Linked DNA regions of Drosophila melanogaster: region 2 is linked to region 1. A link is a contact called in public Hi-C data. All regions are on one chromosome and are shown on one strand. The core of a region is the stretch at or near the end of the contact, and the rest is flanking DNA. Distances in the headings are between cores, read along the strand shown. Region 1 holds the start of fal (falten). Region 2 holds the start of Chd3.

What was found. A called contact is a pair of places that touch in the nucleus more often than the background predicts.
Region 2: a Hi-C map of the Kc167 cell line shows a contact between it and region 1, with 2.9 times the contacts expected there. The contact joins the promoter of Chd3 here to the promoter of fal in region 1. A contact is called at or near these places in 5 of 107 Hi-C or Micro-C datasets (the Kc167 cell line, the S2 cell line, embryo and 1 more) and 2 of 6 datasets of contacts at active chromatin or transcription factors (both in the Kc167 cell line).

The regions. Positions count from the first base shown.
Region 1 is chr3L:19,292,159-19,297,896 of dm6, forward strand. fal (falten) reads left to right here and starts at 2,406. Exons shown (of 5, transcript NM_001316453.1): 1 at 2,406-2,940; 2 at 4,888-5,054; 3 at 5,119-5,290; 4 at 5,361-5,738. The coding sequence starts at 4,888. It overlaps Gbs-76A (Glycogen binding subunit 76A), which reads right to left and starts at 608. Exons shown (of 3, transcript NM_001300189.1): 1 at 1-608. It also overlaps asRNA:CR46048.
Region 2 is chr3L:19,445,047-19,450,784 of dm6, forward strand. It overlaps Chd3, which reads left to right and starts at 2,127. Exons shown (of 1, transcript NM_140854.3): 1 at 2,127-5,192. The coding sequence starts at 2,203. The coding sequence ends at 4,881. It overlaps CG33062, which reads right to left and starts at 1,398. Exons shown (of 4, transcript NM_001202201.2): 1 at 1,347-1,398; 2 at 989-1,264. The coding sequence starts at 1,072.

The DNA of each region.
Region 1 (5,738 bases), core at 1,156-3,655:
GCAACGTTGGCGACTTGGTCGCAATAAGAGTGTCATTCAAGGGCATTGCAAGGTCGCAGCAGTTGCGTCTTTCGCCCACTGGCAGCTGAGATGCGAGAGCGCCAAGCGACGGCCTCTTTTTTTGGTTCTCCGATACACAGATACAACGATTTTCGAGAATATATTTCGTACTTATTATTTATTTTTTGCAAAACAGAGTGCCGGCGCTTTCGCGTGAAGTGGGGGGGGGGGAGGCTAGTTCACGCAGCGTTTTAATTATTACTATTAAATTTGGCTATACGCGTATCTGACGGATACGAGTTCAGCCCGTGTCCGCGTCTTGTGCCTCCCAAGTCGCCCGTTTGGCCCTCCTGTCGTGTGGCAACTGAGGCGCGTCTCGCTAAAAGTTGCAACTTTTCGGGCCCCACTTTCGCTCTCATTCTCACCGCCGCTTCTCTCGGGAAATCTCCCTCTCGGTGGGTGGCGTCTGGGTGGTTAGATAGCACGGCTCTACAATGTCAACGATTGGAGAGAGGCAAACTCAGGAGAGAGCAAATTTTAAGCACTGGGTGGTGGCCGCCAACATGGAATGAATTTAAAAAAGGTTATATTTAGTATTTAATGAAATATATATAATAATATATATTTATCCAGAAAGAATACCTCTAGCTTCTTTAAGCCCAAGGTAAATTATATTTAATCGCTTTAAAATATCGAAATCATTTTAACCTTTATTGTGGCCTATAAAAAGATAACGTTAGAACAGAAATATATTTTTTATCGAGTATATTACCACTGTGCAGCATTTGTTTGCATTTTGACTACGCTCTTGATTTCTCCCAGTGATATCTCTCCATATTGGCTCTCTTTATCGCTTCACTCAGTCAAGTGTGGAGCCGGCTTTTTTTTTAAATTCCTGTTTTTTGTTTATATTGGCATATCAAAATTGTTTGTCCAATGCTTGTTTTCGTTTCATTGTTTTATTAATTGCTCTTGTTCAATTTTTCGTTTACCTATCTGGGGTTGAGTATTTCACTTACACACTGAAGATAAACTGCGGCACAGATACAAATGTATCTTAGTGCGAATTGTATGTGTTCTCTGTTATTCTTTAAGTGCGTTGACTGTCGGGAGTATTCTACGAGGAGATGCAGAAACTGCAATGCAACCTAAAATGAAATTGCATTTATTTAGGCTGCAGATAAAGATACAAAGATACATTCTCTTTGCCGCGAATCTGTTAGCCTCTCTTTGCGTTTTCCTCTTGTCCTGAAGAGAAATCAGTGTGCTACTTTCATCTGTAGGTCAGCGGCAACTTTCGCTTTCACTTCAGTGCGACGGCGCTCTCAGCAAAAGCAATTTCCACGCTAAGTGAGCCACGTGCCAGCCCCCCGCCTATCCCCGGAAAATATATCCCGCAGAATCTGATGTTGAAAGAATGGGAGCTACCTATTATTCGGTATAAATCAGTGTTTTTATCACATGACATTTAATTAACTGTAATTTAATTTTGAAATTCGGGTGTGTTAATCAAAAACTACATGAAGTCATTTTTTATTTTTCTTGTCAAGAGTATCACTTAAAAATAAAATGTATTTCATTTAAGAATGGGGTTTGCCATGATTAGGTATGTGGTTTAGTTTTAAAATAGCTTTTTTTGTAAGTGCACTAAGTCGGATATATCACGAAAAAAATTATTAAATATTAAATAAGCTTTAGCGAATACTGCGTGAACATTTAATAGATAAGCTGAAAACTTTGAATGCTATAGATTATCCCTTTTTTTAAGGCCTTAAGATAATTAATAGAACTGTCTATGGGGCGTTCTGTATGTGCTACAAGGTGTTTTTGGTATACCGATAGAAATTGGCAATAAATCCATTAAAACACAAAAAAATCAAAATATTTTTCAAAAGTGTGGGCGCGGTATTTTTGGGTTTTGTCAAATCGATAGAAATTTAATAATATTAAAAAATATCGTAACATTTTTAAAAAGTGTGGGCGTTATAGTGGGGGCGTGGCAACATTTATAGTTCCTGAAATCTGTGCGTTTATACGGACGGACATAAAAAACGACATGAACAGATCGACTATGCTATTGATCCTAATAAAGAATGATTTCAACGAATCTAGTATACTACCTTTTATACTACGATTAACGAGTATAGAAATGCTTGTAGTATTTCCATCCAGAATTCCCTAATTCTAAGGATACATAGCGCTGCCATCCCTTTTTCAAGGATGTTGGGAGCTGCCATCCTGACTGTTGGGGATGAGTACTCAACTCTAATCGATAAATCAGCATTGGCAGATATCTAAAAAGCGGAGACACACACCTTAAAACCAAGTTTCGCCGCACTCCGCATAGGTGGCGCATGCCTCTCTGCCAAAATATATTAAAAACTCTTAATTTCTAAATTACCTTTAATGTTTTCTCTACATACTTTACAAAAAGTGTATTATTAAATTTAACAATGAAGTGATACTGGCACATATTTTGTATTTTTTCTACATTCGCGTCTACGTCAAAATGAATAGCTTTACCGTTTGAAAGCGTCGCCATTCCTGTGCAGCTTTTATCGCATCCCTGGTCGATAGCTGCAATCAGCTGTGCGCTACCATCGCCAAATTTACAGTTGTGTACGTTCTGCTTGACGAATCGGAGTCGCTATAAAATGTAAAAAAATACCCGGATGTTATATATTCGCACAAATCGGCGGGAAGACAGCCTTCAAGACGTCGTGCTGTGCGCATTTTCGGGTTTGCTTCGGACGCGGATTGTCGATAAGCAGGAATCCAATTAGAATGTCAGCCAGCGCAGTGATTCACTCCCTCGCTCAGCGACGGCGCTCTCTTTCTCTTCCCCTCTCCAACGAACCAAAGAACTCGAAACTCCCGCTTTCCCAACAACAACTACAACAGCAGCAGCATGGACACCACGAACAACAACAACGCCCATCTGTGAGTTAACCGTTTGTTATGGGTTGCTAGTGAAGCATGACAGCTGATTGCACTTGCAAAAAAAGAGCGCATTAATAGCTCTTGACCTACTAAACTTTGCGCATTGCGTGAGGCTTATAAATTAGTTGCACTAGTGTAATGCTACAATCTGCCACATATTGTAAAATAAATAATGAAGTACTAAGTCATGGCACATCAATATGTTGAGCACATCAATGTTTTAGCAATAACGTATTTTTCAGTCGCCTTTGTAATCAAATGGTTGTTATAAACTTTCTTCTATTCAAAACCGTACGCTAATCTATTACTGCGGAAATTTAATAAAAATCACTAGCTTAAAAAGGAGCGTAAATTATCTGGGTTGGAAATCTAAAGTATTTTGGTAATTCGAAAGCTGGATTCTTTTAAAGACTTTTCCCCACCATTTAGTTTCTTCCCCAAGTATTAAAAATATAAAGATTTTAATTGGTCTCCATAACATTGCTGCCATTTTAAAATTAAAAAATTTTTGTAAATATAAACATCAGAAAATCAAGAGCTTTATGAGAAACGTGTAAACTTAATGCTGTGCCAAAACTTGATTTTGTTCTTGAGTTCAAGAATACAGAGCTTATGTACCAAACTATCAAGCTCCAGTTCTAGTTCTAGTTTGACCGTTGATAGAGGTGCAGTTGCAAGACAACTTACGTTTCTCTCATTATTATTATTCAAGAAGAAAATGTATGACATATAACTGTTACAAACACTGTTTAAATTAATATTTGTAGAATGCTATGTGGTTTCATTTCGAACACGAATTTTAGAATGGACTTTAGATCTTTTCTATTATGTGGAATCCCCCATTTTTTGGTACTTTGATAGGGTTATATTTATTTTGCTATGTTTGTTGAGAAAGATAAGAAAGTTCCGCAAATAACTCTACTACCACATAAAGTTATTATCAGCAGGTTATACGTTACACGATCCAAACACTTTTTTTTTATATATATTTTCATAAATTAAAGTGACCCATGATTTAAAGTATTACTCTGATTTAAATTTAAGTGCAGACAAAAATAGTACAAACTTCGTCGACATTCTGACAAAAATGAAAATACTTGCTAACTTGATCCTCGCACTTCCTCTGGGAAGCAACAGTCCGTGTCCATATCCATTGAAGCTGTTAAAAAACCATCGTTTGAAGATCCGCCCAGCGACTGTGAGAAATGAGTGTTTGAACCAATGTGGATTGTTTTAAGATTGAATATTGCAGATCGGCACGGTTGTGACATTGATAACAGCAATTGTTGTTGCTGTATTTAACAATAATGCCGCTTACATGTTGTCGAAAAATGAGAAGCTGGTTATCGCATCCTTGATTTACATGCTGATTGTTAATTTACTAATTTTTTGCAAGCCGGCAAGCATTCTGGTTTTAATGACTTTGTATGCAGCAGCCCAAGTGCTAACCCTTCCATATTGGTAAGACCGATCTATTTGTATACAAATCATTTTGAAATCATACTCGTCCGTAGTGTCCTGCTCATCCTTAACATCCGCCGGATGATCGATGGCCAGCTCGAGAGGCAGGAGTGTGCTATGGCCGCCCTGGGGCTTGTTCCAGACATAATAGGCCTAAGTCTCTTTATAGTCTCCATGTGCCTGGGTGGAGGATTCGGAAGCTCCGAAGGAAGTAGCAGTGGAAGTAGCAGTGGAGGTAGCAGTGGGGGTAGCAGCAGTGGCTGTAGCACCGGTACTGGTGGCAGGTAGCCTTACTTCTGTGATGTACCTAAATTATATGTATATCCCATCTTTGGCCCACAAATAATAATAATCTACATAAGAAGTAAAGGGATAATTTTAATTATTTGGGTCAGGCAGAGTAAGCCATATAGAATATGGCTCTTGCAATAAGTTTCTTTGCTTTTGAACTTTGCTTAAAACTTTTATCACGTTTATTTCCTTTAGATGCTTATTGAGGATGAGGTTCACGGTGTAATCGAACTGTCGAGCCATATCCAAGAGATCGTCGAGCATCCACTCTTCCAGCGCCTCAAACATGTCCACCAGTTGGGTCTCCTTCCGTGGGCCATCGATAAGAAGGCCGATCACAAGCGATACGATCATTGCCTTGGGTAAGAAACACAAGAAGTAATATTGATTTATAAGTAAACTTTGTTTTTTTTTTTTTAATCTTAGAGCCTACAAAAGCGCGCAGGATCACCTTAGGGCCATCGAACGTAATTCGCATTACGAGCCAAAGCTTCCGGATTGGTGTCGTCAGGCGGTGGAGATAGCCGCTCTCCTTCACGACATTGGTCACGGACCAATGTCACATGCCTGGGAGTTGGTGACCCACCATGAATTTGATGTAAGTTATCTGTACTGGCACCCCTAGCAATTCCTGAGGTGGTCAACTGATATTCCTGTTTCTATTATAGCACGAGGAAAACGCAATGGCCTGTGTGGATAAAATTTTTAAGGATGCCCTCAATCAGGAGCTAGTCTCCTTGAGAGATGATGGTGGCGGGCGAGGTGTTCAATTGATAAAGGCTTTGATATTGGGATCCAGTGAGAATCTGCCGTTCCCCATGCTGGGACATACCTACATCTTTGATATTGTGCATAATCGTCGCTGCGGATTGGATGTGGATAAATGGGATTATCTGCGGCGTGATAACAAGCGCCTGAAAATACTCAGCTCTGCGGAAATGGACTTTGATGATGTATTTCTTCAGGCTCGCATATCACCTGATGGTCAACGCATAGAGTATCGTTATGCTGACTATCATCGGGTATATCGCTTGTTCGAGGCGCGA
Region 2 (5,738 bases), core at 877-3,376, 150 kb after region 1:
TCCAATATCTATAAATCAAAAGGCGTACTAAGCCTCTTAACAATAAAGCTTAATCACAAACAAGTCGTCCGAGCGAGGGAAAAGTTTAAGCAGCAATCAGGAGCAACAAACAGAAACAGTAGCTGGGAACGTGGATTAAAGCACCAGAGGCATCTTAACAATGCGTTGGGAAATTGAAACTCGGTTTACTAAAAGTTGTCATCCTTGAAATAGCCATGGATGGGGCGCCATTGATTGATGCCAATGAAATGTAATTGAATGTTTTCTAATTACGCCTCATTAGGATTACAAATCGAACGGCCCAAGTGTTGGCCTCATAAATATTTAGCGAAATGAGATTGAAAACGAAAATAGGAGCTGCGACAATTGATTTCGGTGCACAGTGATTGATTGTCTGTGGCTGTAATGGGAATTCTTCTTGACGACACCATAAATGTCGTTCGTTGTGTCGCAGTCACACCTCCGCATCACTGGCTCCCCAGACTGAGGCAGGATATGGAGGAGCTACAGCGAGGAGCCCCCTATGGGTTGCAAAAGCAAAAAGCGGTGGCTCCGAGCCATGTACATGACGTATGAAAGTCGTAACAAAACACTTTGATTGATGATTGAAATGGCCCGGCTCCTAATTGGCGATGGTTGCGTGAGAAGCTCGAATGTTATGGCTTGAAGGAAGTTATAGAAAAATATAGAACTAATAATATATCACATAATTTCAAGTTAATAATACTTCTGATACGTTGCCATGTTTCTCCTTCTAAGTGCTCCACATTAAACCGATGAAATCCTTGCCGAGTCACGAAACCATCACCAGGCGGACCTCAAATCGCTGTCCTCGACCGCAAGTCCACACGGATATAACCAGAATGAAGCTCTGGGCCCACCGCCCGCGCCCCCGCAAGCACGCACAGGTGCGCATAAGTTCATGATTCCATAATGTCTGTGACATGTGGCCATCAACTGGCCCTCACTTCTTTGGCCACCCACTTACCAGCCGCTCACATTCCACCCACACCCACTCTGCCAGTGGATGTGCGGTCAGGCAGTTACAAGGTCTGAGTTTGAGTTGATCCATTGTCCTCGCCCTCGTCCTGTTGGCGACGGTGATGGTGATGGTGACGGTGAATGGATGGTGGTGTGGCCGACTGTTGACGGTGTTGCCGCTGTTGGTGGATTGTCTTTGAAATGTTTCGGCGGTCGCGGGTTCGTTGCTCTGCGGCTGGTTTTTGGTTTTCGATACACGCAGGCATCAGCAAGCAGAGCTGGGCTTTAACGGTCCATTTACATCCAGTTAAAGCATAAAATTAATAGCACTTTTAACAAAAAAAAAATTGTGCATATAAACTTACGCTGTTTCCCTTAATTTGAATTAAATTAATTACCTAAATATATGTATATCGATATTTCGAAAGGTTTTCGATTGTTGTCTGTGTATTAACGCTAATGTTTAAACACTTCTACAAAATGTGAAGTCTAAACTAGCATTTATTTAAAAAATCTTGATTTTTTAGTTTCAGAGAACTTCCCGCTAAATTAAGTAAATTTTACATGAGTAAATTCTATTATCTTTATGATAATATCATGAAGAGCAAGCCCAAGTTTTTACGATCTTAATAATTGTTTACCTATCGAATGCCGATCAAAGCAAGCCCGCCCGTGCGAACAGGGTATTAGCAAAGACACTGGAATTATTATAGTGTATTTGGTATTAGCGACGTTCAATACCTAGAATAATATCGAAATAAATGCAAGCCGACTTTTGTTCGATATTTACCATCCGAATCGTTTAGAAAAAACGTTGATATTTTCCAATAAAAAATGAATATATAGACGGACCCCTGACTTAAACATTTATTTGTTCGTATTGTTCTATTATGCTAGGGTTTTTTATGGTGACACAAGTGGCTGAAAATAAATAATAAATAAATAAATAAATAATAAATAAATAAAAAATAAATAAATAATAATAAATAAATAATAAATAAATAAATAAATAAATATAGAATCACCTTTTTACCTCGCAATAGTGTTAGCGCATCCTAACCAGATGCAAGTGTAAACGGCGCATCAGACCAATTTATTTCGGAAGATCAGTGTGAATGCTTCTTTGCTTGGAATTATAATTGGTAGTACCGTTTTCTTCTGGCGCGCATTTGACAATTTCCATTTCAGAATCAGTGATTGCAAAAACTAAACTCAAATAGCATGTCGTCTAAGAGAGGGGCTGATCCAGACTGGAAAACACCTGGCAAGGCTTCCAAGGACAAGCGGCCGAAAACCAATGCCAAGAAGCAGAAGTTTCGCGACGAAGAATACTGCAAAGTTTGTAGTGATGGAGGAGATCTGCTGTGCTGCGATTCCTGCCCTTCCGTTTACCACAGAACCTGTCTGAGTCCTCCCTTGAAATCGATTCCCAAAGGCGATTGGATCTGCCCGCGCTGCATTCCCTTGCCCGGAAAAGCCGAGAAGATATTGTCATGGCGCTGGGCCCTCGATCGAAGCGTGGAGCTTCGTACATCTAAAGGTGAAAAGCGGCGCGAGTACTTTATCAAGTGGCATGGCATGTCCTACTGGCACTGCGAATGGATTCCCGAAGGTCAAATGCTCTTGCACCATGCCTCAATGGTTGCCAGCTTCCAGAGAAGGAGCGACATGGAAGAGCCAAGTCTCGAGGAGCTCGATGATCAGGACGGCAATCTGCACGAGCGATTCTACAGATACGGCATTAAGCCGGAGTGGCTCCTTGTCCAGCGGGTTATCAATCATAGTGAGGAGCCCAATGGAGGGACTATGTACTTGGTGAAATGGCGTGAGTTGTCTTATAACGATAGCAGCTGGGAAAGAGAAAGCGACAGTATCCCGGGTCTAAACCAGGCTATCGCTCTCTACAAGAAACTACGGTCCAGTAATAAGGGACGTCAAAGAGATAGACCTGCACCCACAATAGACCTGAATAAGAAGTACGAGGATCAGCCAGTATTCTTGAAGGAGGCTGGCCTTAAATTGCATCCCTTTCAGATAGAGGGCGTCAGTTGGCTTCGCTATAGTTGGGGCCAAGGCATCCCCACCATACTGGCTGACGAGATGGGTCTGGGCAAGACCATTCAGACCGTGGTTTTTCTTTACTCACTATTTAAGGAGGGACATTGCCGCGGACCCTTCCTCATATCCGTGCCGCTTTCCACACTGACCAATTGGGAGCGAGAGCTGGAGCTCTGGGCTCCAGAACTATACTGTGTCACCTATGTGGGCGGCAAGACTGCTAGAGCGGTTATCCGGAAACATGAGATAAGCTTCGAGGAGGTAACCACCAAAACCATGCGCGAAAACCAAACCCAGTATAAGTTTAACGTAATGCTGACCAGCTACGAGTTTATCTCTGTGGACGCAGCCTTTCTCGGGTGCATCGATTGGGCGGCGCTGGTCGTGGACGAGGCCCATCGGCTAAGGAGCAACCAGAGCAAGTTTTTTAGGATCCTGAGCAAGTACCGCATCGGCTACAAGCTGCTGCTGACCGGCACTCCGCTTCAGAACAATCTCGAGGAGCTGTTCCATCTGCTCAATTTCCTGAGCTCTGGAAAGTTTAACGACCTGCAGACCTTCCAGGCCGAGTTCACTGACGTTTCGAAGGAAGAGCAAGTGAAGCGACTGCACGAGATCTTGGAACCGCATATGCTCCGTCGCCTTAAGGCGGATGTATTGAAGAGCATGCCCCCAAAGTCGGAGTTCATTGTGCGCGTGGAGCTGTCGTCTATGCAAAAAAAATTCTACAAGCATATTTTGACCAAAAACTTCAAGGCCTTAAATCAGAAAGGCGGCGGTCGCGTGTGTTCGCTGCTCAACATCATGATGGACCTGAGAAAGTGCTGCAATCATCCGTACCTGTTCCCCTCCGCCGCCGAGGAGGCCACTATCTCGCCAAGTGGTCTTTACGAGATGAGTTCGCTGACCAAAGCTTCCGGCAAGCTAGATTTACTGTCAAAGATGCTAAAACAGCTAAAGGCGGACAATCACAGGGTCCTTTTATTCTCCCAGATGACCAAGATGCTGAATGTTCTCGAACACTTCCTCGAAGGGGAGGGATACCAGTACGATCGCATCGACGGGTCGATCAAAGGCGATTTACGTCAGAAGGCCATTGACAGATTCAATGATCCCGTATCGGAGCACTTTGTCTTCCTGCTGAGCACTCGTGCAGGCGGACTGGGTATCAATTTGGCAACAGCCGACACCGTCATTATTTTCGACTCGGACTGGAATCCGCACAACGACGTTCAGGCCTTTTCCCGAGCCCATCGCATGGGGCAGAAAAAGAAGGTAATGATCTACCGATTTGTGACCCACAACTCGGTGGAGGAGCGCATTATGCAGGTTGCCAAGCACAAGATGATGCTCACCCATCTTGTGGTGCGCCCGGGAATGGGTGGCATGACAACAAATTTCTCAAAGGACGAGCTCGAAGACATCCTTCGCTTTGGCACCGAGGATCTTTTTAAGGACGGCAAGAGTGAGGCTATTCACTACGACGACAAAGCGGTGGCCGATCTGCTTGACCGCACCAATCGCGGCATTGAAGAGAAGGAGTCTTGGGCCAACGAGTATCTTTCGTCCTTTAAGGTCGCTTCTTATGCCACTAAGGAAGATCACGAGGAGCATGATGACTACAATAACGATGCTGAAAACACTGACCCATTCTACTGGGAAAACCTGATGGGAAAAAGTCAGCCGAAGCTACCAAAGAAGCAAAAGAAGCAGTCGCAGCAGTCCCAGGTGGACGTCGAGAGCATCATGGGAAAGGGCAAGCGAATCCGAAAGGAAATCGACTACTCCAATCAATATCCCTCTCCAAATCGAGCCACCCCAAGCAGTATAGTATTAATGTGAGATAAGGAATAACCGCCATTGGGTACAAATCAACAAATGAATTTGAAACAGAAACCAAATTGTTAATTTATAAGTTTACTTTTCAAGCTTGCCTAAGCGCAGCTATCTTTAATATATAGTTATTTTGCTCCAAGACTTCACTAAAAATATAAGAAAAGTAATAGCAGTACTATTACTTTTTTGTTCGACTGTAACAATTTTTCGCCCAGTAAATATTCTATCATTAACATTCTTAGTAATTTAAGTGTTTAATTATGTTTGTCAAATTATTTAATTTAAAACAGAGAAACAAATAAAGATGAGTTCGATGGAAAAGGAAAGAAAATAGACAAATGACAAAACGAAGAGCAGTGTCAAAACGATTTCGGCCAGGAACTCCACGCAAAATGTCTGGTAAAATAATTAAATGTAATTCAATCAAAGGCAGTTTATGCGTAAAATTTTATTAAAGCCCAGCTTTCGCAGGATGAAGCAGAAAAGTCTCAATGCCAGACAAACACAACACACATATAGTAATATACACTGGGAGAAAAAAAATGCTGAAAAATCGTAAATACAGTCTTCTAAAAGGATTCGTTTTGTCATTAGGTCTTTCTGCAAAATAATATTTTTGAAATGAAGATAATTAAATTGCACATGAGCTGCTGTTGCATCTTGATTGCACTTATCCTGGGTGTACCCATAAATGCATGCATGAGCAAGGACATCCTCGTATGCACATAAGTATGCGTTCGCAATCAATTTATCATACGCCTGATTTGACTGCCAGAGCCCTGAAACCGGCCATCAAATGGCCCCGAGAATTGTGAAATGTAACTGCAATGTAATTAAAATGAAATAAAGACAGAAAACAGAGT